2 separate regions of the Dromaius novaehollandiae genome follow, and region 2 is linked to region 1. A link is a contact called in public Hi-C data. All regions are on one chromosome and are shown on one strand. The core of a region is the stretch at or near the end of the contact, and the rest is flanking DNA. Distances in the headings are between cores, read along the strand shown.

What was found. A called contact is a pair of places that touch in the nucleus more often than the background predicts.
Region 2: a Hi-C map of liver shows a contact between it and region 1, with 4 times the contacts expected there. The contact joins the promoter of NCOA1 here to the promoter of CENPO in region 1. A contact is called at or near these places in 2 of 4 Hi-C or Micro-C datasets (brain and liver).

The regions. Positions count from the first base shown.
Region 1 is chr3:1,996,841-2,002,084 of bDroNov1.hap1, reverse strand. CENPO (centromere protein O) reads left to right here and starts at 3,349. Exons shown (of 7, transcript XM_064508243.1): 1 at 3,349-3,399; 2 at 4,183-4,395; 3 at 4,897-5,066. The coding sequence starts at 4,365. It overlaps PTRHD1 (peptidyl-tRNA hydrolase domain containing 1), which reads right to left and starts at 3,604. Exons shown (of 2, transcript XM_064508245.1): 1 at 3,361-3,604; 2 at 1,973-2,741. The coding sequence starts at 3,564. The coding sequence ends at 2,571. It overlaps NCOA1 (nuclear receptor coactivator 1), which reads left to right. Exons shown (of 21, transcript XM_064508235.1): 20 at 58-147; 21 at 840-1,972. The coding sequence ends at 1,004.
Region 2 is chr3:2,136,142-2,141,449 of bDroNov1.hap1, reverse strand. NCOA1 (nuclear receptor coactivator 1) reads left to right here and starts at 2,248. Exons shown (of 21, transcript XM_064508235.1): 1 at 2,248-2,595.

The DNA of each region.
Region 1 (5,244 bases), core at 2,100-4,599:
CGAACACCCCCGCAGCGGCCGGCCCCCCTCGCTGAGCATCGCTCTTGCTTCTGACAGGTAACCGACCCGGCGCTGAGACCCACGGGCCTTTACTGCAACCAGCTTTCCTCCACTGACCTTTTGAAAACAGAAGCAGACGGGGCGCAGGTCAGTAAGAAACTGCTAAGCGCATCTCAGGTACCGAGGGGGGGTCTGCCGGGCGCCGCTCAGCTCCCGGGGGGGAGTGCAGCTCGCCGCGGGGACGCGAGCGCTTCCAGCCGCCCCGCGCGGGCCGAGGAGCAGCAGCGCAGCGGGGCTGGGAAATCCTCGCGCGTTCGAGGTGCTGGAAGCCCCGCTGGGCGCCGGGGGCGAGGAGGGTTTCTTTCCTAGGCCGGCGGCTCCTCGGAGGGCCTCCCCGGCGGCTCCCGCGGCAAAGCGGCGCTTGGGCAGAGCAAAGCGCCGCGGACGGCTCCGGCGCCGATGCCCGCTGGGTTTTCTCTTTGCACTGACGCAGCCTGACAGCGATAACGCGATTCCTTTCCTTCCCTCCGACCGCCTGGCATCGCCTCCCCCGGGACGTGCCGGGCCGCTTATTTTTTTTTTTTTTCCCTTTTTTAAAAATATTTTCCTTTTTTTTTTTTTTCCGATGCAAAACGTGTGAACCTTGCCGAGCTCTGACCCGAATGAGTGCAGCGGTTTTCTTTTTATAGGACAAGAAGACAGAAGAGTTCTTCTCTGTGGTGGCTCCAGACTAGAGGAATTCTCTAGTGAGTTTCCACTTCACGTAGTTCCCAGTCCGTCGCCGCCGGCCCCTTCCCCGCCGCCGCTAACGGCCCCTCTTGTCTCTTGTGTTCCGGCAGGTCCAGCAGGTCCAGGTGTTCGCGGACGTGCAGTGTACGGTGAACCTGGTGGGAGACCCCTACCTGAACCAGCCGCCCCCCCTGGGCGCCCCCAAGGCCGCCGCCGGGCCGCCGCCGCCGCCGGGCCAGCAGAAGAGCCTCCTGCAGCAGCTACTGACTGAATAACCGCTTTTCAGAGGAATGTGAAATTTAAATAATAAGACGTACAGAGATTATATAAATATATATATTATATATTTTTCTGAGATTTTTGATATCTCAAAACCTTGCAGCCATTCTTCAGCGCGTAGTGTTTTGGAGCAAAAAGGGGGGGGGGTTGTTTTGTTTTGGGGGGGTATTTTTTTGTTTCGTTCCCCTTTTTTCCCCCCTCTTTTTCGTTTTTGTTTTTTTTTTTTTAAAAAGCGTCGGATGTTGGCGAAGCGACGGGGCGGGACAGTCGGTTTTCTTGAGCCAAAATTACAGATGATTCTTATTTTTGTAATCAGTTGCTGGCTTCTTAATCTGGACGAAGGTTTCTCGGGGAGGCGGGGAGGGAAGGGGGAGAAGGAAGCCGGAGGACTGTGTCGGGAGGAAGACGAGGAGGAGGAAGAGGAGGAGGAGGAGGAAGAGCAATCTCAGTTTCAGCTGGATCTGTCACTGATCACGTCTCGGCTCGGGGACACGGAGGGGGGGGTCGACGCTGGACTTCTGCGCGAAAGGCCGTTTTTATTCACGCTTAAACAAAAAAAAAACTTCTCTCCCCTCCGCCCCAGCCCGCTTGTGCGTACAATCAGCTTTTTCTAGCAATCGTGAGTTTGTCGGTTTTAAAGAAAAACAGAGTATTTTGACCCACCATTTTTTCCATGTTTTATGCTGGTTTAAAGCCTCCTAGCAAAAAACAGAGGCGACAATGTGTATATTACAACCGGAAAAAAAAAAGAAAAGACAAAAAAAGAACAGTTCGGGGAAAAAACTGCAATAATTTTTAGGGGGAAGGATGGGGGGAGGGCTCTGTCAATTATTGTAGATAAAATTTTCTGATTAAATATTAAATAAAATTAAGCAGTCGGTTCTTTCTGCTTTGATTGTGTTTAACAGCTGAGGTAGCTTAAACTATTTAAAATAATAATAATAAAATAATAATAATAATTGAATTCTCTGTTGGGAGACAGCTTTATTTTTTCCCCCCTCAAGCCTGTCACTGTAAATAGCTCTGATTGCTGTATAAATTTGTTTTTCTTCTCTTTTAGTCAGGATCGCTTTTGATATTCGCGGCTGATTTTTATTGGGGAGGAGGGTTACAGGGCGGGGGGTTCCCCTCTTTCTCTCTCTTCCAATCACGCTGGTGTGCGGGAAATGTGTAGCTTTGTTGACTGACCTTTGCAAGAGTTAAAGAGGAAAAAAAATGGGAAAAAAAAGCATCGGAGTCGCCAGCTAGCGTGTGGTTGTTTCTGCGCTCCGCGACGCGATGCCGCGTCGGAGGTGCCAAGCCGTGCCGTGCCAGCGGCTCCCTCCTCGCTGTCCCCGGCGGTTTTAAGAGGCAAAAATGAGAGAAATGGGTTTTTTTTGCGCCACAAGCGGGCGGCAGGGAAGAGGGTCGGGTTGGCGTCGCCCGTGCTTTTTTGGCGCACTTTTTCGGTGTGTTTTTCCCCAGGACAGGGCTGCGGGAGCCCCTGCGGACCCGGATCAGGGAGGGCGAAGGAAGGGTGCTCCGGGGGGGAATACCGGGATGCGGGAGGGGGACGGTGGGGGTCACCGGAGCAGGCGGAGCGCCCGGAGGTGCTGGCGCACCTGGTGGCGGGGGTAGGGCCGCAGCGCCAGGCAGGTGGCCGCGTCCTCGGGCTGCTCGGTCCAGAGCGCGTGGTCCACGCCGTGCTGCTGCAACGTGGCCGCCAGCGCCCGCAGCGCCGCCTCGTCCACCGCCTGCGGGACAGCGCGGCGGCGTCAGGGGGGTGGGGGGGGCTCCCAGATCCCCTCCCCCACTCACCTCACGCAACGCCCCTCCCCCACTGCCACGCCCCAAATCCCCTCCCCCGCTCACCTCACGCGACGCCCCTCCCCCACTGCCCTGTCCAACCTCCCCCCCACCTACCACCCCCACTGCCCCTCCCCCCTCGGCCCCTCCCCCCACACTGCCTCACCCAATCGCCCCTCCCCCACCACGTCCCGCAACGGCCCCTCCCCCACTGCCCCGCCCAGTCGTCCCTCCCCCACTCACCTCACGCATTGCCCCTCCCCCACTGTCCCGCCCAAACGCCCCCCCACTCACCTCACGCAGTGACCCCCCCACTGGCCCCTCCCCCCCTCTGCCCCGCCCAACCGCCCCTCCCCCACTCGCCTCACGCAATCGCCCCTCCCCCCCCACATCACACGTTTCCCCTCCCCCACCCACCTCACGCAATGCCCCTCCCCATTGCTCCGCCCAACCGCCCCTCCCCCGCTCGCCTCACACAGTGCCCCTCCCCCACCAGCCTCTCCCCTCAACGTTCCTCCCCCAATGCCCCGCCCCGTTCCCCCGTCTCCGCCCCCCGGCCCCGCCCACCTCCAGCACCACGGTGCGCATGGCGCCGCCCTGCTCCAGGTAGGCGCGGGTGTCCGGGTGGTCGCGGTGCGCGTGCGCGGCGGCCAGCGCCGCGTGGCAGCCCTGCGCCACCAGCGCGCCCAGCGGCCACGACAGCGGCGCGCGGCGCAGGTCGCCCCGCAGCACCACGTACTGCACCAGCGCCTCCTCCTCGGGCGCCGCCATGCCGCCGTACAGCGCGCGGAGCCTGCCGGGAGCGGGCGGGCCGGGCGGGGCGGGGCGGGGCGGGGGGCGGGAGGCGGGAGGCGGGGCCGTCCTGCGCGCGGTATGCTGGGAAGCGGAGCGCCGTGGGCGCCGCCATTTTGTTGTACGGAAAACGGTGTGTCGGGAGGGAAGTGACGTTAGGGGAGGGGACGTCTTTCCGGCGGCGTTGCTGCGCGCGCAGTTTGAGCGGCGGTTGTTACGGTGAGCGCGGGAGCCGTTGGGGATCCGGGGCGGGGCCCAGGCGTCCGGGCTGCTCCCCCCCCCTCCAAAATCCCTTTTGAAGGGGGACCCAGGTGACCGGGCTGCCCTTCCCCTGCCATTCCTCATGGGGGGGGCCCGGCCTTCTGGTCACCCTATCTCCCTCCGGCCCCTCAGAGTGGGGGGGTGGCCCAGGTGTCCGGGCCATCGCGTCCCCCTCCCCTGCAGTAGGGAGGACCCAGGCCTCCGGGCTGCTTTCCTTCTCCCCCCCGGTCCCCCTTGGTGGGGTGACCCAGGTCTCCAGCTGGGCTGTGTCCCCCCCGCCCTCCCCCACCAGTCCGCCTTGGTCTATAAACGGTGGTTTATAATGTGCTGCCGCAGCTGTTTTCCCGTAGGCCTGTGCTTTTCGGAGTCCCACCCCAACAGTGCGAAGGAAAGGGAGATCCTGTGGGACAGAGCTCTCGTGGCCCCCACGCTGCTGCGTCCTGGGACAGCGCCCGGCAGAGGAGGGCTTGCCCTGGCCGAAGTCTGCGCTTCCACTTGCTCGAGAGTGGCAGAGGAAAATGGAAGAAGGGAGAGCATATTCGCGAGATGGTGAGCTGCCCTTTAATGGAGAGGGGTGCCTAGGGCGCTGGGTGCGCTTTGTACCCGAGTGCACACTGTGCTGTCCTGCAGGATATTCCTGTAAAACGCGTGGGACTAGAGTGACTTCCTGGCTTGCCAAGTTGGTTCACTCTTGGTCAGCTTAGGGTAGGAGGACTTCTGACAAGTCGCTTGGCTGCTCTGTCTCAGGATTGCAAATGAAATTGGGAGTCCTGGGCATCAAGACTGGTGTGTTTGCTACCTTAGTCTGCTCTTAACAGAGTTAGCTAGCTAGAATGGGTGTGTTTAGTGTGTGCTAGCACCCAGTCGTGCTGTCTGAAAGGCCCCAAAGCCTCTTTAGCAGATGTTTGCCTTTCCTCGGTCCCATTGGAGGGTTGCTGTGAGTAGTTTCTTTGTGTATCTATACTGGGCCCACTTTGTTTCGGTTATCACCACGTGGACACCTAATAGACACAGCCTGGATTTTTGAGCGTGTCATGTTCTTCCTTGCAGGGGTGTTATCTCACCTGGAAATGTTGGAGGCACAGGCTCATGAGCTAGCTCTAAAGCAAGAAGAAACTGAGCAGCAGGAGGAGAAACTGGACAGGCTGAAAGCAAGAGTGCAGGAGCTGAGGCTTCAGAGGGATGAGCTGCGGGCCAAAGTGGACCTGCAGCAAAAGAGGGTGAGAAAGAGCTTGCTGCAGAGGCCCGGCAGAGGGCTCTAGCATGCTCCCGTTCTTGTAAGATGGATTTACTGAGGTGATTTATAGGATACAGCCAGCTACTATTTTTTATTTTCCTTTTTTAAGTAACATACAGCTGTTTTCAGTACAGTGCAGTCCAGGCAGTACTGCTGGGTCT
Region 2 (5,308 bases), core at 999-3,498, 140 kb before region 1:
ATATGTTTTGACGTCTCATTTATTTAAACTGCCGCAGCCTGACAGCACTGTAATGTACTTAAAAACGGCATTGTTTATACCTGTATTCCATTTAAAAATGAACTTGCAGATTAAAGTAATAAAAATGGCTTTATACTTCTCAGTGTTAATATCACTGAAAACTTAAAATGTTCCCTACTGCCTGAGATTAGGTCATATATTACTTTCGTGCGAGGAATTCACGGAGGGGTATACTCTAACATCAAGCTCTACGACTTGGTATTAGTTGTGAAGGCTGAGCGTTTTCTGCCTGAATAAAAGTAAAGTCGGCATAGCCTGAAGAGGCAGTGGAGAGCTGGCAGCACCGAAAAACGGAGGGACTTTTACACAGCTTCCTCCCCTTGCTGCTGTCACAAAGTGAGCAGGACCAGAAGGAATATATTAGCACTTCCACCTAGATGTGTTGCAATGAGGAGTCATGCAGCAGCATGCAGCAGCGGTGGCTGTTGCCTCAGCCCCTATTAAGTCTGCAATTAAAGGAGAATCAGAAATATTCCTTTGTTCGCTGCGAGACTGTGCGAGCTTCGCGGCAGGGGATTTGTTATGGGTGCGTGATCTCAGAGAGCTGCTCTTCTCTGTCTTGTTCCTCTACCGCTTTCACACTCATTTCAATGCTTTCAGTTTGCTTATAGGCCTGAAGTTCTTCTGAAAAAATAATCTGTGCACTATTTATCTAGCTGAAGAAGGACAAAACATGCAGCATTTAATATAAATTCACCTACAGTTGTTGCAATGAATACAAAATAGTCCAGGAAAAGTCCTCTTGATTTCAGAATAACAAAACCCAGCAAATACACCTGCGATAGAAGTTCTCCGGCCCTACACCTGACAAGCAAAGGGTTAATTCCAGCTTAGCTTGCCCATCCCCTTCACAGGTGCTCAGGAGATAATGAGGCAGTTATGAAATACAGGCCAGGATGTTTTTTCCAGTTGGGAAGCAGGAAACATCAGAGGTAACTGTTGGGAACCCAAGAAAGGCGAATGGTTCTGAGTAAGAAGAAATCCAGATTGAGTGATTATGTAGGTGACTGCATTGGGTAGGTTTGAGATGTCGTATGTTTGACTGGGCCTTTTAAGCCCAATTTGTGTGGTTGTAACAAATGCACTCTCAACACCCCGAGGAATAAAGAGCTCCCACGGAGGAAATGGAGCCACCTGAAGCTCTGGTTTATTTTAACTATTCAACCCATTGAGTTGTTTTGCCTCATGACACATAAGGTGTTTGGGGATTTCGCAGTTCCACAGGGAGGATGAATAATGCAACGAGACACAGCCTGAATGTGATAAAATAGTTGATAGAGCGATTGTTAGCTGCTCTCCTCCAGCAGTTTATGTGGAAGTGGCAGAAAATGCTGGTGATGAGACCATGCAGCAGGTCATCCTCTGTGTTGGTCTACACGGGACCTTAGGTTGTTCACCGAGCTTGCTCTCAAATGCGGTGACCTCTGCTGATCCGGGATGTATTTTAGATGGTTTGATGCCTTGAAGGAGAGCAAGGCTCGCGCGAAATGAAGGAGGGCCTTGAAGTCTTCTTCGAAGACCCTGAGAGGTAACGTTGAGCATGGGGTGACCTTGCTGAATGGCAGCAGGTCTCACTGAGCAAGCGGGACGAGGAAACCATGCGCCTTGTGGGAGCTGGCTCGCCTTGGCGGGCCGCGTGGGGGGTTCAGCTGGCGCAGGACGAGGCTGAAACCGTGGCCGAGGCGGGATGGGGCAGGCTGGGTTAGCGGAGCCCCACGCGAGCGCTCGGAGAGGACACGGGGAGGCCGCGGTGGCCTGACGATGCGCAGCCCGGCTGCGCTGGTGGGACCCCACGAGGCCAAGGGCGGCCGGGGAGGAGGCCGCCCCGGCCCCGGGGACAACAGCACAGGGCCGGGATGGTGCTGCGGGCCCCGCCACGGGCCGAGCCCCCGGCCCGCAGGCCCGGCCGCCCCCTCTGCTGCCAAGATGGCGCCTGAGGCCCCCCCTTCCCTCCCCCTCGCCGCGGCCGCTGGCGGCGGCGAAGGGGCAGCGGCCCGGCTCGGCGTGGCCGCTTCCCCGGCGCCGCCGCCCCGCGTTGCCGGCGCCCGGGCCGCCCCGCGCCGGGAGGCCGCGGGGGGGGAGGAGGAGGAGGAGGAGGAGGAGGGAAGATGGCGGCCGCCAGCGGCTGAGGGAGGAGGAGGAGGAGGAGGAGGGATCGGAGCCGCGGCGGCGGCGGCCTCCTCCGACACCGCCCCCCTCGTCCTCGGTGCCCAGCTCCGCCCCGTCCCGCCGGGAGGGAGAGCGGCGAGCGAGCCGGAGCCCCGCAGCCGCGCCGCGCCGCCGAGGCAAGGGGCCCCGGGCGCCCGGGAGCCGCGCAGCGGGAGCCGGGGCCCCCCCCGCAGCGCCCGCCCGCCCGCCGCCGCCCCGGCCGTAGCAACCGCGGCGGCGGGCTGCTGCGAGCCGGCCGCCCCCCTCGGGGCCGCCCCCCTCCGTCTGGCCGCGGGAGTCGCTGTCGCGTTGCCCGCCGGAGCTCGGCGGCCTCAGCCCCGGCGGGGGGGAGGCCGGAGGCGGCTGTCAGCCCGGCGGCGGCGGCAGGTGAGTGGCGGCGGCGGCGGGGCGCCCCGCGGAGCCCGCGCCGCCGGGGGGGGTGTGTCGGGGGGGGCGCCCGCCGCCGCGGCGGCCTGCGGGGAGGCGCAGCTGTCACGGCGGGGGCGGGCACCGGCGGCGGGGGGGGGGACGGGGGACGGGCCCGGCCCCCCGCCCCGGGCTGCCATGGCGGCGGGCGGAGCGCCGAGGGGGGCCGCGGCCTCCCCCCCCTTCCCCCCCCCCCGCAGCCCGCGGCCCCCTGAGGAGGCGGCGGGGCGCGTCCATCCCCCGCGGCGCCGAGGGGGGCGGCCGGCGGGGGGGGGCCGCGGCCCGGGGCGGCGGGCAGGCGCCGCCGAGCCCCGGCGCTGCCTTTCCCGAATATTTCCTGCGCGTTCACCTTCTTCTTTTTTTTTAAAGTTGATTAAAAAAGTGAAAAAGCAGGTTTTTTTACCCCCTCCTCTTTCCCGCCCCCCTCCCCCCGGGGGGAGGAATCGCCCTGGAGGCGGCTGAGGGGGCTGAGGCGGGGGGGGGGGGTCGCGCAGGCCCGGGGGGCGCCGACCCCCGTGGGGTGGGGTGGGGGGGCAGCTCGTTTCGGGGCGTTTTCGGTGACAGCCCTTTGTTCGCGCGTCGTGGCTTCGCCGCCCTCGCACCCCCCCCGCCCCGCCAGAAATTATTTTATTTTATCTATTTATCTATTTTAGTATTATATTATTTTTATCCGTGGGGGGAAACGGCCGGGCGCTCGGTTTGGGATGGACGGTCCAGGCGCCCCGGCGGAGGGCTGCGAAGTTGGCGTCCACCTCCCAGTCGGTGCCCTAAACGTTCCGGGTTTCCCTCCTAGGAGCGCGGACCGCGCGGATCATCCGGCCGGAGGAGCCGGGGGGTCCGGCCGGGCGTCGCGATGCGTCGCGGTAGCGGGTCTGCGGCGGGGAGGCCGCTTCCTCCCGCGGTGCCTCGTTCGAGGCGCTGAAACCCTCCGGTTTCCTAGGCGCGTGTCAACCTTTCGGTGGCTGAGAAACGCCGTCGCGTTTGCCGGGTGATGCTCGCCCGCTTTTACGCCCCAAAAGAGGCATTTTCAGAGGTGAGCCTCTCTCTAGGGCCGCTCTCTGCTTTTTCTTACGCTGCGAGCTTAATCAGCGTACAGTAGATATCAAATTTGCACTACCCAAATACGGCATAGCCGAAAAAGAGTGACACAGCAAAGTATATTATAACTGGAAATTTGGACCGGCATGGGTGGTGCTTGCACGTTCTTGGGCCTCTCGGAAGACTTGTACTCTCCATGTTACCCGTTTAGCCTGAAAAAGGAAAAAAATAAGACCTGGTTTGTGTGGGCTGGCAGTATGTATATGTGTATATATACATATATATGTGTTGTGTATATATACATATATGTGTGTGTTGTGTGTGTGTGTGTGTGTATATAAAAATAAACAGCCATACACCTGTGCGCCTTCTTGCAACTAGAATGGCTATGAACAAAAAAGACCTTTTCTTTACTTTTACAGGGGTGTGCTGTCCTATTGCAGTTTAGAGGCTGTGTTCTTCTAGCTGCATAATATTTCAGCAAAATTCATACGTGTTTTGAGCTATTTACATTGTGCCTCTCTGCCGTCTTGTGTAAGAGAAAGTGAAAAATATATATTACCTGTGGAACTGTACGGAGTACATGGTACATACATAATTACATACGTAGGCCTCTTGCACAGCAACAAGGAGAGAAATATGTTAAACCAGGTAAGCATAAAGCTACAGATCTGCAGAGAGACTTAGCAAGTGCCAGAATATCTGCAGCTGTTCTAGCACCGTTTTGTGAAAAATGATTAAAGTTCAAGTTGCCACTTAAGGGGACAAACAGCTCTTGATGTTAGATAATAAACGGTAGTAACTTTGGCAGTGCTATACCTGGCTCAAAGCCGATGGGCATGATGAAAGGTTAAATCGCAACTTATTTGCTCAAGATGGGTATCTGTCGTTTGAAGCATGTTGCTGAACAATATGGCAGCACAGATCCTTGCTTCCAAAATAAATACCCTTCCTGAGGACAGAACGTGGCGTTTGAGCACTCAGAGTTAAGGCCCTCACTTCTTGCTCGCTACGGTTTGACTTTGATTTTTAGTGCTCGCGCTTTCCCCGAGTCTTGCCCTCTGATAACGCTAAGACACATGCTCACAATTGCATGACTAATTCGTATAATTAGTCATACACATCCACTGTAGATTTATTGGAATAGTATCACTGTCATTCTCGTGTTGTGAAAGCCTGGATTTGGGAGGATGTGCCCTCTGCTGATTTTCTTTGGTCTCCTTAGCGTGATTGTGAGGTGGGTTGCTTACAAATGTTTGGAGCCTTTAAGATTATTAGACTTGCTTATATCGTGTGTGTGTATATATATATATATATAAAAATTGTGTTTTCCATGAACAGATCTGCTGGAGATCAGTACCCTGTTGCTTGCTAATCTGAGGGGGTTAACTTGCATGGGACTTTGCAGGGATTGTCAGAAATGAAGGTGTGAGTGCTACTACTAAAAATATCCTGTCTCCTGCATAAATAGTTTGCCAGCTGAAAAACAGTATATTTTGTATAAGGGAACTATTTATGTTACAAGTTATTCTTGCTTTGCTTGGTTGACTGTGGTTCTTTGAAGCATGGTTCTTATCTCTTTGATCAAAGGGGAAGAATGAAAAAGTAGTTTTTAAAGTTAGATTAAAATCCTGTC